Linked DNA regions of Mus musculus: all the other regions are linked to region 3. The links are chromatin contacts, called in public ChIA-PET and HiChIP or PLAC-seq maps. All regions are on one chromosome and are shown on one strand. Each heading gives the region's core, a stretch centred on a gene start, on an enhancer-like site or on the middle of the called end of the contact. The rest is flanking DNA. Distances are from core to core; before and after follow the strand shown.

Region 1 (4,638 bases), core at 820-3,319, 240 kb before region 3:
CGTGGTAGCCACCACAGGGAAGAGTTTGGCAATTTAGACTTTGACAGAATGTCATAGTTAGAACAGAGCAGCATACAGCCACAATCTCTACTCCTAACTATATACCCAAAGGTCACAGAAGAGGCATTCAAATGACACCTGCACAGCTCTCATAGGGACGATAGATAGTCAGAACCCCATAAAAGTGCAGATAAGGAACCATCCATGAGTGGGTAGACAGGTTTGGGAATAGATGTGCAATGGCATGTGACTTAGCTATGAAGGAGACTGAAAACTGATACACACTGCCAAGTACATGGACCTTGAAAACACTGCTATAGGAAAGAAAGCAGCCACAGAAAGCTATACAGTGTATAAACCCACTTCCATAAAACAGCAGCAATGAGCACATTCACAGAGATACAAAGCTGTGGGCCAGAATTTGCCCAGGGCTTGAGGAAAATGGGGGAGGGCAACTATTTGTGGGTATATAAGTTACTTTGTGGTGGTAAACAGTGCTAGAAATATGTCACACACAGCTACATAGCACTCTGAAAATACGAAATGCACAATTGCACTCTGCTGGGTGGTTAGAATGATTCCTTGTATATGAATTTTATAATAATGAAAAAAGTTTGTGGAAAAAGTACTTCATGACACTTGTTCATTTATTTGCTTATATATGTGACATGTATATAAACACATATGCACACTCGCGGTGACATAAACAGAAACTGAAATGATATGTAAAGCATACCAAGGGTGTGCTAATAGTAATCCATAGTTAGGTGTTGGCTGTGTGTTTCTGATTAGATGTATATGTAATAACCATGTCCATCATTTATAACATTGTATCATTGTAATTTAGAAGACGTATATAGTCTTCATTATAATAACCATTTCAACTTACAATTCTGCTACAGATACAATAGACACCTTGCACCCGGCTGTGTGTGCTTCTGGTGCCTTTGGGACCTGGGCTGTTCTTATCCCACAGTGGTCAAGTCTTGGCTGAACGACACCCAGATTCTCCGAGTAGTCTCTCAAAGTCTCCAACCTCACATGAACGTTACGGTCAGCCTGGGGCTGGAGAATGTTTTCTACAATGGAGTAAAAGCCAATGATTAGCATGCGTCTGTTCAGTCTGTCTGGTCTAGCCTCTGGGTGAAGAGAGATACTCAGTACAGATCACCTGACCTTTTATGTTACTAGTTTAATTTGATAATTTGACCCCACCATTTAAACTGGCTCAATGATGGGGTCCAGTCAGTAAAGAGATAAATAGATATTTGATACTTCAAAAGAACATTACAGATCTTTGCAAAAATAATGTAAATTTCTCAAGCAAATGACAGAGTGTATTGAGAAAGACACCAAGGGAAACACTCTTGCATTTTATTTATTTTGCCTATCAAAATAGACCAAAAGCCGTTCATCCTCTTGATCGGCAGGTGGCGCTGTGAACGTATCTTTGAAATTGAAAACACAAAAGCCATTTTCTTTAATCCCTCAATTACATAGGACATTTGAAATGATTTGTTTTAATCGGAATAAATGTCACTGTTAGTGACAGTAGATAATCCCTAAAATTCTCAAATCCTCCGCAAATGTTAATGGAATCACTTCATAGAAATAGCTTTTCAAATATTATCCGTAAGCTTAATAAACTGGGTTCGTTATGAACGGACTGGGTTATTTTCCTGTATATCGTCCTTGATTGCAGCTTCACACACAGCTATCTATTTAATCCTGGAAAACTCAGACGTTATTATTCCCGCTTCTCAAAGAGAAAATCGGGTCTCACACGGGTTACATTTTTTTTTACCCAAGTCCCATACCCCATTGATGAAGAGAATCACGCTTCAAAATCAAGCCTGGCTCCCTGGTGCTTAACCACAGCACGAAAGCATTTCAAAGGCAGAGCTAAATTGGTGAAAGTGTAGTAGATTGTAGTAAGGACTGAACAGGCTCAGGGGATTTTTAAATGCTAATTTCATTCCACCTTCAGTGCCATTTCTATTCAAATCACACAGATTGTTTAAAAACGAAAACAAGTCTGACCTTTTTTTTTTCCTGTGGGGAAAGTCTGGAGTCAGGAGTCAAACAGAGCTTCACAAAGACCTGGAGCCACACTCCCACACCCCTGTAGACAGAGACCTTTAGGCTGTGTAAAGGGGAATCTCAAGAAAGGAGCGGGGCTGCCCAGCAGTGAAAGGGGGAGAAAGAGATATGCAATTTGCATATCTAAAATTTGACCTTTTTGTGATCAGATAATCTTTTGCCCTATGAAATAGAAAAATCTTTGCCCACTGTGATCCCATTCTGAACTTTAAAAAGCATACAGAGTGCAAATTTGAAAAGTTTTATGTGATGTAGGAGCAACCAAACGTTCTAAGTCTGACACGCAGATCCAATGTAGTCAACTATGAAGGTTATTAAATGGACATGAGACATCTCTCTTTTCTTTCTAAAAGCAATTGTTACTCAGGCCTGAGGCTTAACTGAGGCTTTTCAGCTCCTGGCACTAGGGCCTCCCATTATGAGTCGAGTCACCATTTGTCCTGGGAGAAGGAACACTGAGCACATGGACAGTATTTCAGCTAGGTGAATACTTACCCTGGTACTTAGGACAGACAGTACAGTAGTGCGCTGGCCAGTTTCACACTGTCCCTCTCATAAAGCTCTCTACGGTCACACCTGAACATCAGCCCTATGACATCAGTGCCGGCTTAGCTGCCAATGTAACAGTCCACAATCACCTGGAAAAATATTCTTAACAAGGAATTATCTAGATCAGGTTGGCTTGTAGGCTTGCCTGTGGGGTTGGGGGAGTTTTAATTCATGTAAGACTGAGCCATTTCAGGTGGCACCATTCCCTAGGCAGGTTTCCAATAGCAGAAGAGAGGCGAAAACTGCTGAGAGCAAGCAAACAAGCAATAATCAGTATATTCTCTCTTTGCTCGTGACTGTGGATATGATGTGAACAGTTTCCCAAGTTCCTGCTGCCTTGACTTCCTGCACAAGATGAATAGAATCCTAGAATCTGGAGCTAAAACAAGCTTGTTCTCCCCCTAAGTTGCTGGTTGTTAGGGTGTTTGTCTTAGCAGCAGGAAAGAGACTAGAACATCTTACCTCTTTAATGGGATGTCAGGACACAGTCGGGAAGAGAAAAACACCTCAGGCTTGTCCTAGGACAGAGATAGCAGGTCACAGAAGTGTCATGGAATGAGCACTGGACAAGGCTATCCCAAGAGATCCCAAAAGAGGGGCCCAGCTTCTACCCCACTCCGTCCACACCGCCTTTCCACCATAGTCCATTTTTTCCCCATTACTATCACTTCTGGTGCGGCAACCAGCAGAGCTCACATTCAAAGCACAATGTGACACTTGCTTTCTAAGTAAATAGACATTCGTTTCCTAGAAATCCTGGTGACTGAGTGACAAGGCATGGCCCTTCACGCCCCTGAAGGAACAGCGGGACCTGTTCTTTCTGTATAGATAGTACACATTTCTATAATAAAAGTTAGATAAAAGTTAACACACACCCTAATTGCAAGTATTAACATGTTTAGCTGAAAATATGAATCAAAGTCTTTCTTTAATTAAACATCAAAATTTTGTCTCATTAACTGGCTCCAGTTGTCCACGGTGGAGGGGGCGGGGGGGGGGGGAGATGTTTTTCTGGAACTTTATTTTCTTATCTCCTTCTACTTCCTATCCAGTCACTTTTTCCAGAGTCAGTGGGGGCTAGATAAGGGAGAGAATGAATGAAGTAGATGAGAGCTACTATTTCCAGTCAGATCCCAGCTCCCTGGGTCTGGCAGGAGCAAGGGCTAAGTGCTTTATAGAGACATCTGTACAGCTTCTTCAGAGAGGCCCAAGCCTTTGGATTCTCTTCCGAAGCACTCTTGACTAGGCAGAGTTTTCACGTGTTCTAAGCATGCTCTACCATGGTGCTGCCCCAGCCCCAGCCCCAGCCCCAGCCCCAGCCCCAGCCCCAGCCCCAGCCCCAGCCCCAGCCCAGCCCCAGCCCCAGCCCCAGCCCCAGCCCCAGCCCCAGCCCCAGCCCCAGCCCCAGCCCCTGCCCCAGCCCCTGCCCCAGCCCCAGCCCCAGCCCCAGCCCCAGCCCCAGCCCCAGCCCCAGCCCCAGCCCCAGCCCCAGCCCCAGCTCCATTTCCTGGGCCTATAAGAATTACATCTATTCTTCCAAAACCTTGCTATTCTCCTTCTGGTCATTTTCAACAAAAATCAGCATAGCCCTACTGTAGGAGGAAGGTCTGTAGGTAGCCTTAGCTACCCCAAATCTCCCTTGTCTCACTATAGTTCTCAACATGACTGTAGAACGTACTGTGAACTCAGTGTATTAGAAAAGGAAGAACGGACCAGGACAGCCTCCACTATGTCCTCATGTCTCCCAGAATAAGAGGGTATGCAACATTTAGTTGGTGACAAAGTAGAAAAGTACTTCCTGAGACGCTGGGCTGCAACCCAAGATGAGACATGTATGTACACGATGCTATCACTCTGGGGCAGCTTTCCGGAGCGTGGGGGACCAGCTCTCCATGAATCCCAGGCAATGGGCTCTTGTTGTCTATCTGTAATAAACTTGCCTGTCTTGAGCAAGGGCTGTCTCACTGGACAAAGCAGAGTGGGAAAGAG
Region 2 (4,707 bases), core at 194-2,693, 220 kb before region 3:
CATATTGCCTGGGTTGAAGAGATAGACATACTGGTGACCTGCCAGTAACTCTGGAATATGCCTCTCCTGCCTGTGAAGAAATCTGGGACCTCTGATTCTGAGAGTGATTCTTCCAGAGAAAGAGGTGTCTTAGACTTGAAAGGTGTGTTCTTCAGCCTCTCATTGGCAGAGGTGAGCCAATACATCTTTACTTAGAAATGAAAAGACCCAATGGGAGATTACAGTGGGCAACATAACTGAACTAGGTTGCCCCAGTATTTAAAGACACTAAATGCAGACTTCCTGTCTTTCTGTCAAAGGTTTCCTAGGAAAATAGTTGCTTATGGAGTGTAGACGTAGGACTATAGAATGTCAGCTAAGAAAGCCCAAATTTATACATCAGAGTCTACTTATCTTGGCTACCATAAGGAGAGACAAAATGAGCCTGTTTCAGAGTAGGATTTCTGCCATCCTTAAGATCCCAATTGCAAAGACGGAGAGACAAGTTTGAGAGTTTGAGATCTGAGAGACAGGTACAGCAGGATATTGCTGCCTCTGGGTACCAAAGTTTCTGGAAACAGCAAGGTCTGTATAACCAGCACAAAGGAGGACACTGAGCCTGTAATCTGGACTGAGATAAAACAGAAGACAAAAAGTGGTTCTAACACAAACTTTGGTGTCATGGGAGTGTCCTGTAACATGCCTGTCAAAACCACTAGACTCTGTAGTTACAGGATGTCCGCATCTATCTAAGAGCTGTGGCTGTTTCTGCTAGTTTAATGAAAGAAAGCAAACAAGTTAACTCTGGATCAAGGTCTTATATTCACAGCACCCATGACAGAGTTGAAGCTGTCCTCTGAGCAGCTCTAGAACACTATCAAGTGACTATATAAGTCAGGACCAGGCCCTTCTCCTGGCCCATCCTTGAATCCAGTTTGAGAAACCCATTGCCATTAATCTTGCTACTCTTTTCCCTGGCGATGTCCCACAGGTATTCATCCATGACTGTCAGGAGGTGAAAGATAAAAAAACAGGTACTTGAGAGCTGCAGTAGTTCCTTTAACTGAAATGATCTGGGCCCAAGCCAGGTACCTCAGCCCAGAGAGCAGAACAGGTTGATCGGACCCTAGCTATCAGACAGGGAAAAGAAAATTCCACCAACATTTACATGGACCATCAGGTATGTTTTTACTTCCAGACATGTCCACAGTATAATCTATAGAGAAAGAGGGCTTCTCACCACTAGGAAAAAGAATATTTTAAAAATCTTGCCTTTCCTTGAGGCCATTTGGCTCCCACGACAAAGTGCTGTTCTCCATTGCTGGGCTGCTGACCTGGTTGCTGGACAAATGGCACTAAGACCAGTGGGGCCTGTTGATATTCTGATGTCATACCACAATATGGTACAGCCTGAGCCTCCATGGTAAAGAAGAAATGCACAGCTCACACCTGGTGCTCGATGGAGGACACAAGAGTAAAAATCATTCTCCCAGAAACAACTGGCAGGACTCTGGGAACTGACCTTCACCAGGCTACTCATCTGAGGTCCACAAAACTTTCTGAGCTGCTCAGACCATGATATGTTATACCTAGACTGTATGCCTAGCACAGAATGTCTCAGTCAGATACCCAGTTTCTGCTCAAGTGAATTCAAAGTCCAGGAAGTGGTCCAAATAAGAGATCAAAAGCCCCACAAACTCTAGGGAAACTGATTTCACCAAGATCCAGCCTGCTGGGGGAGGATAAAAGTACTTGGTAGTTTTTAAAGATTCTTTTTCTGGATAGGTAGAAACATCCTCTACCCAGGCTGAAGCTGCTTAAATAGGAGCTAAGATGATCCTCTAGAAATTGATCCCCTAAAAGAAAGAAAGGAAAGGAAAAGAAAAGAAAAGAAAAGAAAAGAAAAGAAAAGAAAAGAAAAGAAAAGAAAAGAAAAGAAAAGAAAAGAAACTGTTCCCCTAACATAGCCTCTCCCTTAACAATTGGGGTTAGCAGCCTGACTTTCATAGTCAAAACCTCTCAATTAATATCTAAAGCCTTAGACATACATTGAAAACTTCATTGTGCATGTAGACCTCAGGGTTCTGGCCAGGTAAAAAGAATAAACAGGACATTAAAAGAAACTTTAACAAAACTCTCATTAGAGTCTGCCAGAGGGTAGATAGATCTCCTTCCTTTGCTTTAGCCCACTGGTCCCCATACCAGTGGATTTATGTTCTCCTTGAGATTATGTTTGGAAGACCTTCCCCAGGCTCAGACACCAGCAGTTGGCAGAACTCTCTAACCGTTCCTTTCTCAAGTTACCATAGGTACTCCAGTCTTCCATAAAGGCTGTCCATTGGTGTATTCAAGAGAGCCAGCTGACCTCCTAATCCATCACCAGTTTTCCTTTGTCCCAGCCCAGTGACATTGTCTGTGTCAGGCAGATAGCCAACAGGGCACTGAAATCAACTAGAAAGGGACTCTACACTGTGATTCTCTCCAATCCTAAGGCTGTGAAGATATCTGGCATTACAGATATCATTACAGGTTAAGAAAGAAGAAGCCATAGATGCTGCTGCCAAATAAACCATCTCCAGACTTAAAATTAAGGTTTCAATGAGCCCTGGGCCCTTACACTCCCTGCCCCTCTACTTTCTCCTGAGACTTGTGTTTAATATAAATACAGGGTTATGGTCCGACCCTCAGGGCCTTCAAGTTTGGACCTAGGAATTGAAGAAGTCAGCTCCAGAGAAGGTATTAACTAGTATGACTGTAGACCAGAAATCATATTCCACCTTGGCCTTTACTTATTGACCCCCTACTTTAAGTATGTGGTTGTATGAAGAAAAGGAGAAACGGGAATTTATATTTTGAGATCAGAATACAGAGTTTAAAATTCTATACATGCCTCGTTGCTAGATACCCTGGCTGCCAAAACCAAGAGAGTTTCCATCACAAAGGTGGAAAATTAAATTTGAGTTTTTTCTAAAGAAAATTCTTTAAAAGATTCTGGCCTTTGGAAAACACAAAAAAACCCAGGGAACTTGACTCTGCCATAGAAAGAGTTCTTGGGAATAGAGTTAATCCTTTCCAGCCAAAGATCAGTCAGGTTTGTGGATTGTGCTTTGATACCCAGTCCACGTACTACAAATGGATAGGGAAGGACTCAGCCCACTGACTGACAAAATCACTGTGATTAGGCACAGCCCAAATTAACATTAGATGGCTTAGAAGGGGCTAAAACTTATCTAATATTAAAAACCTTCAACCTAGACACTTCCCCTTATTCTGGTGCCTGATATTCTGCCATATGGGATAATTCATATGGATAACAACATATTGGGCCTCTGAGACTATTTAGTGGGCATGCACTAAATTTGGTGTGACTAAATTTGCCTCTTCTGGTGTTTTCCAAATGAAATATGTAGGTGGATCAGGACCTAGAGGTATTAAAATTTTCAGTTCCTGAATCAAAACATCAGTTAGATTCCCTTTCAGAAATGGTCCTACAAAATTATAGAGGTTTAGACTTCTCATGAAATAAAGGAAACTATTGATGGTTTGGGGAGAAACCTGCTGTTGTATGCTAATTGATCAGGAGTAATTAGAGAAAAATCTTGCCATGGTTAGAGAAATAATTGGTACAAGTCTCTGTTCTCTTAGTCCCCTGGCTAACTACTCTGCTATCAGCATTGACTTGGCCTTTAATTCTCATTCTGATTGGATTAACATCGAGCCTGTACATCTTAAATTGAAACAAAATGAGTTTATGATTTTTACTCATTCACTAATACCAATGGAGAATGTAATAGGACTCCAGATCTTAGTTGCCCCACACACATTAGCACTATTGGCTCCATGATGAAAGTACCATTCAGGGTACAAAGCACAGCATGCAGACAGTACAACATGCCAAGGCTGAAACAAATGCCAAATCCATCTGTCTGAGTTTCTATTGCTGTGTAGAGACAACTTTTGTAAAGGAAAGCATTTAATTGGAGAGATGACTCACAGTTCAGAGATTTAACCCATTATCACCATGGTGGGAAGCATGGTGGCATACAGTCAGACATGGTGCTGGAGAGAGGTAACTGAGAGCTCTACATCTTGATCTGCAGACAACAGGGAGTGACAGTGAGTGACAGCTTCTTCAAGCCTGCCTCCTAGAGACACATTTCCTCCAACAAAGCCATATCTATTCCTACAAGGCCACACCTCCTAATAGTGATACTGCCTATGAGAGCCTATGGGAGCCTATGGGAGCCTATGGGAGCCATTTTCATTCAACCCACCTGTCTTAGTCAGGGTTTCTATTCCTGCACAAACATCATGACCAAGAAGCAAGTTGGGGAGGAAAGGGTTTATTCGGCTTACACTTCCATAATGCTGTTCATCACCAAGGAAGTCAGGACTGGAACTCACGCAGGTCAGAAAGCAGGAGCCGATGCAGAGGCCATGGAGGGATGTTCTTTACTGGCTTGCCTCACCTGGCTTGCTCAGTCTGCTCTCTTATAGAACCCAAGACTACCAGCCCAGAGATGGTTCCACCCACAAGGGACCTTTCCCCCTTGATCACTAATTGAGAAAATGCCTTACAGTTGCATCTCATGGAGGCATTTCCTCAACTGAAGATCCTTTCTCTGTGATAACTCCAGCTGTGTCAAGTTGACACAAAACTAGCCAGTACACCACCACACCTACAAAGTCCATATAGTTTTGGGAAAATCTCAAAATGTACTAACATTG
Region 3 (4,633 bases), core at 1,692-4,191:
GCTGACCATGGCGGTGCACGCTTGGATGTCAGCACAAGAGGGAGGCAGGCAGAGACCTAAGGCCACCAGGGTCTATAGTGTAGCCAGGATACACAGAGAAACCCTGTTTCAAAAACCAAACCAACCACTCAAGAACTTGTGCTTATCAGAAGTCCTTTATCTCTCAGCAGTTTCCCAAAGGGACTGCCAAGAGAGAGGTCAAGGTACAAGACAGCTCAACATGGCTTCGGATGTTTTAGTGTGATATCGATGTTCATGATCACCTTGACAAAATCTAGAATCGTCTTGGAGATGGTTCCCAGGGAATATTTTCTTCAGTGATATCTTCTGACTGGGGAGATCATGTGAGCAGCTGCTCTAAACTACCAGTGTCTCAGCTTCCACACCATGATGGACTGAGAGCAGAATCAACCCTTAAACTGCTTGTGACAGAGGATTTTAATAGAGGAAAAGCAGTGAAGACAGGGAGAAATAGTACCTGAGGGCAAATGGTCACTGAGCTTAGAAATCCTAAGTTCAGGAGGTTTACTGGGATTCTTCTTTCAGGGTGAAAAGTCTCTTTTGTTCACCACGGCTGTCAAGAGCTGGGGATGTAGCTTAGAGATGAAGCACTCATCTCACATGTGCCCATGTGCAAGGTCCTGGCCAGGCCCAATCATTAGCTCAGCAGGGAAAGAAGATGAAAGAGAAATCACACAGGTATGGTGACTCACGCTTGTAGTCATGAGTTTCAGCACTCAAGGAGTTGAAACTGCAAGACTGTGGCAAGTCCAAGGCCCGCTGGGACTCTATGGTGAATTCTGCTCACAGCAGGAATGAGTGAAAGTTCCATGTGTTTCAAGGGCCAGTACCGCTCGATTTAATCTGACTTCAAATTTTGGGAACCTCTTTCCCCGAGCATTTCTACCTTTTACGTGACTATTTTCTCAAAAAGAACCAAAACAAAGCACAAAACAGGAAACTAAAATATAAAATGTGATGTCACAATCAGTAAGGTTGTAAATGTAAGAAGCAGCCAAGCTTATCCACTGTTTTCATTTTATCATTAAAGAGGCAGAGCCCTGGGGAAGACACGAGAGCCATCCAACACTGAACAGCAAACTCAATTCCACCACGGCTGCACCACAGAACTGAGGCTAGTTAGAGTTCCAGTGTAGCAGTAAGGGGAAGTAAGAGACAATTCAAACTTTTCTCAATTCTAACGATTTGATTAGAACACAACACAACACTATACAACACAACACAACACAACAGAACACAACCTACCCCTTTTCCGGGTTTTGAACCGCTGGCCTGTTAGTACTGGCTTCTGATGCTTATTCATAAAATTACTGAAAAAGAAAAACAACATTTATGTACTTTAAAACAGCATTCCAAACAACCCTACGTAGATCATCAGTACATGGTCAACCCCAACCATGTGGGAATAGGGCTTTTACACTACTGGACTGGCAACATGTGAAAGTTTACCAAGAACCACTTTTGGCAAAGGTTGGGAAACAACCACCCACATCAACGTTGGCAGAAGTTAGACTTCATGCCACACTTTTGGGGAGTATATGGTGAATATCTGTGAATACTTACATGTGTATACCGTGCAGTCTAACAATTACTTTCCCCCTGCTGTCCTACAGCTGCACTCACACACCAAGGCAAACATACATGTATGTGAAATACAGTTGTAGCATTCCACACGCATTTAGTTACGTAAATCACAACTTAGCCACTGCATAGAACATTGGCAGCCTCAGGAAAGGATGAATTAGATCTAACTCTGCTGTATCGCAGGTTCTGCTTCTAGCTCTGATGATGGGAGTTATGTCAAGACCCCATTTTCCCCATCATGCATTGCGTTGCAACCTCACTGACTTGTGCTTTTTGCTCCAAAAGACAAGATGAAATCTAGTTTCTGAGGCCACATACTGGCTTCTTCTAGGTCGACTCCCCCAGCTGATCCTGTTCCTTTCTCTGTGCATACTCTCATGCCTCCTCTGCAGAGGACTTCCTGTCTGATAGAAATGTCCCCTGCTTCCTGTGTGTGTTGACTAGTGTTCTGCTCCTTCTGTCTTCAGGACCAGTCATTTTATTGTCATCTGATTGATCTAAGACCTAAAAATCTAGGACCATTTTTAAGGCCTAAAAATTAAGCAGCGTATAAGCATTTAAATGCTTACCTGGTAAGCAGCTATGCTAACATGGGATGATGTTCAGTTGTCAATAGGTAAAAATTCTATTAAAGAATGTAAAGTGTAACTTACTTGCCTAAAAAGAGGGTAAATATGTGATTCTCATATGTAAGAAAAAATTAAATATTCATACATAAAATGTATTCTTTAGGACCTTTTAACAATGAATAACCTGTTGGCATGAATATATACCAAAAATACCTAGACTGCTTAAGTTATAGAGGCGAAGTAAGACAGTACATGTTATTCAAACAGGCTACTGAATTTATCATCTACCATTTAAAAAAGTGTGACTTGAAGCTAATCTTGGTGGCACAGGCCTATAATCCCAGCTACTTGGGAGGCTGAGGCAGGAGGATTTCCAGTTTAAGTCTTGCTTGGGATACAGAAAAAAGTTCTAGGCCAGCCTTGGCAACTAAGTGAGACCTTGTCTCAAAATGAATGAATCAATAAAAAATTAACAAAAGGGGTTACCCAAGCAATTATTACTTCATGAAGTTTAAAAGGGTCATTAGGAATATGAAAAAACAAATATGTCACTTCACAGAATAAATGTTCCTTCCTAGGGCTGGGGCTATTCCTTGGTGGTAGAACACTTGCCTGGCACGATCTTGGTCTCATGCTCCATCCCCACAGCCACCAAAACCAAACCAAACCACAATTTCCTTTCTCACCAATCGCTCTGACGAAGTAAAAGTAACTGCAAACAAAGCAACAGATGCAGAAACACAGTCGGTCGATTGTGCCACCGGCGCCGAGTTTCTAACAACTTCATCTAGTGAAAGGAAGTGCTTTGAGATATAAGGATGCCAGCCTGAGAAGATGAGGAGTAAGTCTAAGTCCTTAAGAGGTGCCAATAGTTACAACATCAGACCCTTCATCAGTGGCACCGCCTGTTTCACGTGATGGACACTGGGTTGGAAAAGAAGCACCACACGGGGATCACTTACATCAACTGTGAGAACCACCCAGAAACCTCCCTGGTAACTTTTCTCTCAGATGCACCCTTGGCCAGCAAACCTTTAATTGATGCAAAAGTGGTAACGTCTATGTCTTCCTCAACATGTCCACTGCACTCCCCCCCCATACAGACACCCCCAAATGTATTATCCCTCAACTCCCAGAAATCGTTCAGTGTTCAAGTCTCATTAGAAAACGTGGAAACAAAAATAAAATGAAAAAAAAATGCAACTCTGTCAAAATGTCTTTATCTTATAAGTATTTGGAAAAACTCAAGTGTGAGCTTTCTCTCAAAATTTTTGATCCAAAACACAAACCTAAGGACTTAATTAACACTGTCTTTGCACCTTATTCACATTTTTATGTCTATCAGAGAATGACCACAGAACACATCTAACTTTTAAATCAGTTCTAAGTGCTTACATTTTTCTTCACAGCCTGCTTATGGAACTTATTGTCAACACCATCTATCTATTCTATGTGGAGAATAACTGGATGATATGGAAACATACATGTGTTAATACATGCCAACAAATCTGAAACAAAACCTGTCTCTCACATTCCGAGACTGAGGACGCTGGGGTATCTGTCACTGGGCTGTTACTATTTGCAGCAGAGGCACACTTCCCTCTAAATTTAGCTCATCATGGCTACAGTATAACCCGCTCCAGTGAGGGCCAGCCTGCATAAGGTCCTCGCTGAGCCCATGTGAAAAATCCTGGCCTGAGAAAAGCCAGATCACTTGGGATTAAGAAATAGACAGAGCTCAAACCTAGAACAATATCAAAGAATGGGCAGCAAAGAATAGTCTAGAGGACACCATTAAAAGTACACCTTCTATGGTTGCTTATTATTATTTAGTATTATATTTACCACACCACATTATAACCTGAAGCCAGTTAACTAGATACAAAGTAGCATCGTTCTTTGCCCCACACTGGAAAACCTGGTGGGTGTGGCAGAAGCCCATTAGTAATCCTACTAATACTTTGGAGGCTGAGGTGGGGTTGGGTGGGGAGGTCACAGTTTTGATGTCAGCCAGGGCTACTCAGACCCTACGTCAATTGGAAAGATACACACTGTATCAAGCCAAGCACAGATGATCTATCAGAAAGGACTTGATCCTTCCCTGCCTCTTTGAGTGAAGGATGGTTTGCCCCAGTACTTGGAAGTTTGCTCATACATTCTGGCGTGGTCTGCTGTTGTTTGGTCTGGTTTAGTTTATCTCTAAATTCTGATAGCCTCCTTCCATGACGTACATACTACTGCACTATGCACATGACACATCTTCAATTTAGGACCATAAAGCAGAAGTCACAATTTTTTTTTTCCTGTAAAAGGACAGAGAAATACATCTCAGCTTTATGGTCTCATCTCTGTTTCAATTGCTACGGTCTGAAGAAGCCATCTGCAAATGAGTCCTGCAAAGATGGCTCAGAGGGCAAAAGCTTTCATCTACAAAGCTGATGATGTGAGTGAGGTTGATT

Evidence for each region. ChIA-PET counts read pairs in DNA pulled down with a chosen protein or histone mark. HiChIP or PLAC-seq counts read pairs in DNA pulled down with a chosen protein or histone mark.
Region 1: an H3K27ac HiChIP or PLAC-seq map of regulatory T cell precursor shows a contact between it and region 3, with 6 times the contacts expected there. The contact joins two enhancer-like sites. A contact is called at or near these places in 1 of 15 datasets of contacts at CTCF or cohesin (the NIH/3T3 cell line) and 4 of 115 datasets of contacts at active chromatin or transcription factors (bone marrow-derived macrophages, forebrain, neural tube and 1 more).
Region 2: a contact with region 3 is called in an RNA polymerase II ChIA-PET map of memory CD8 T cells, with 13 read pairs. The contact joins two enhancer-like sites. A contact is called at or near these places in 1 of 39 promoter capture datasets (the 3T3-L1 cell line), 1 of 115 datasets of contacts at active chromatin or transcription factors (memory CD8 T cells) and 1 of 9 other capture datasets (adipose tissue).

Annotation. Positions count from the first base shown.
Region 1 is chr12:35,894,957-35,899,594 of GRCm38.p6, forward strand. No RefSeq gene overlaps it. Among named protein-coding and RNA genes, the nearest start is that of Agr3, 28 kb to the right of the region's middle. Within about 2 kb of position 2,070, at least 48 of the 459 cell types and tissues checked have an H3K27ac peak or open chromatin away from gene starts, as enhancers often do. A contact at or near this core is called in regulatory T cell precursor, where this site is marked.
Region 2 is chr12:35,914,353-35,919,059 of GRCm38.p6, forward strand. No RefSeq gene overlaps it. Among named protein-coding and RNA genes, the nearest start is that of Agr3, 8.9 kb to the right of the region's middle. Within about 2 kb of position 1,444, at least 16 of the 459 cell types and tissues checked have an H3K27ac peak or open chromatin away from gene starts, as enhancers often do. A contact at or near this core is called in memory CD8 T cells, where this site is marked.
Region 3 is chr12:36,133,625-36,138,257 of GRCm38.p6, forward strand. Bzw2 (basic leucine zipper and W2 domains 2) reads right to left here. Exons shown (of 12, transcript NM_025840.3): 2 at 1,267-1,331. The coding sequence starts at 1,324. Among named protein-coding and RNA genes, the nearest start is that of Bzw2, 21 kb to the right of the region's middle. Within about 2 kb of position 2,942, at least 43 of the 459 cell types and tissues checked have an H3K27ac peak or open chromatin away from gene starts, as enhancers often do. A contact at or near this core is called in memory CD8 T cells and regulatory T cell precursor, where this site is marked.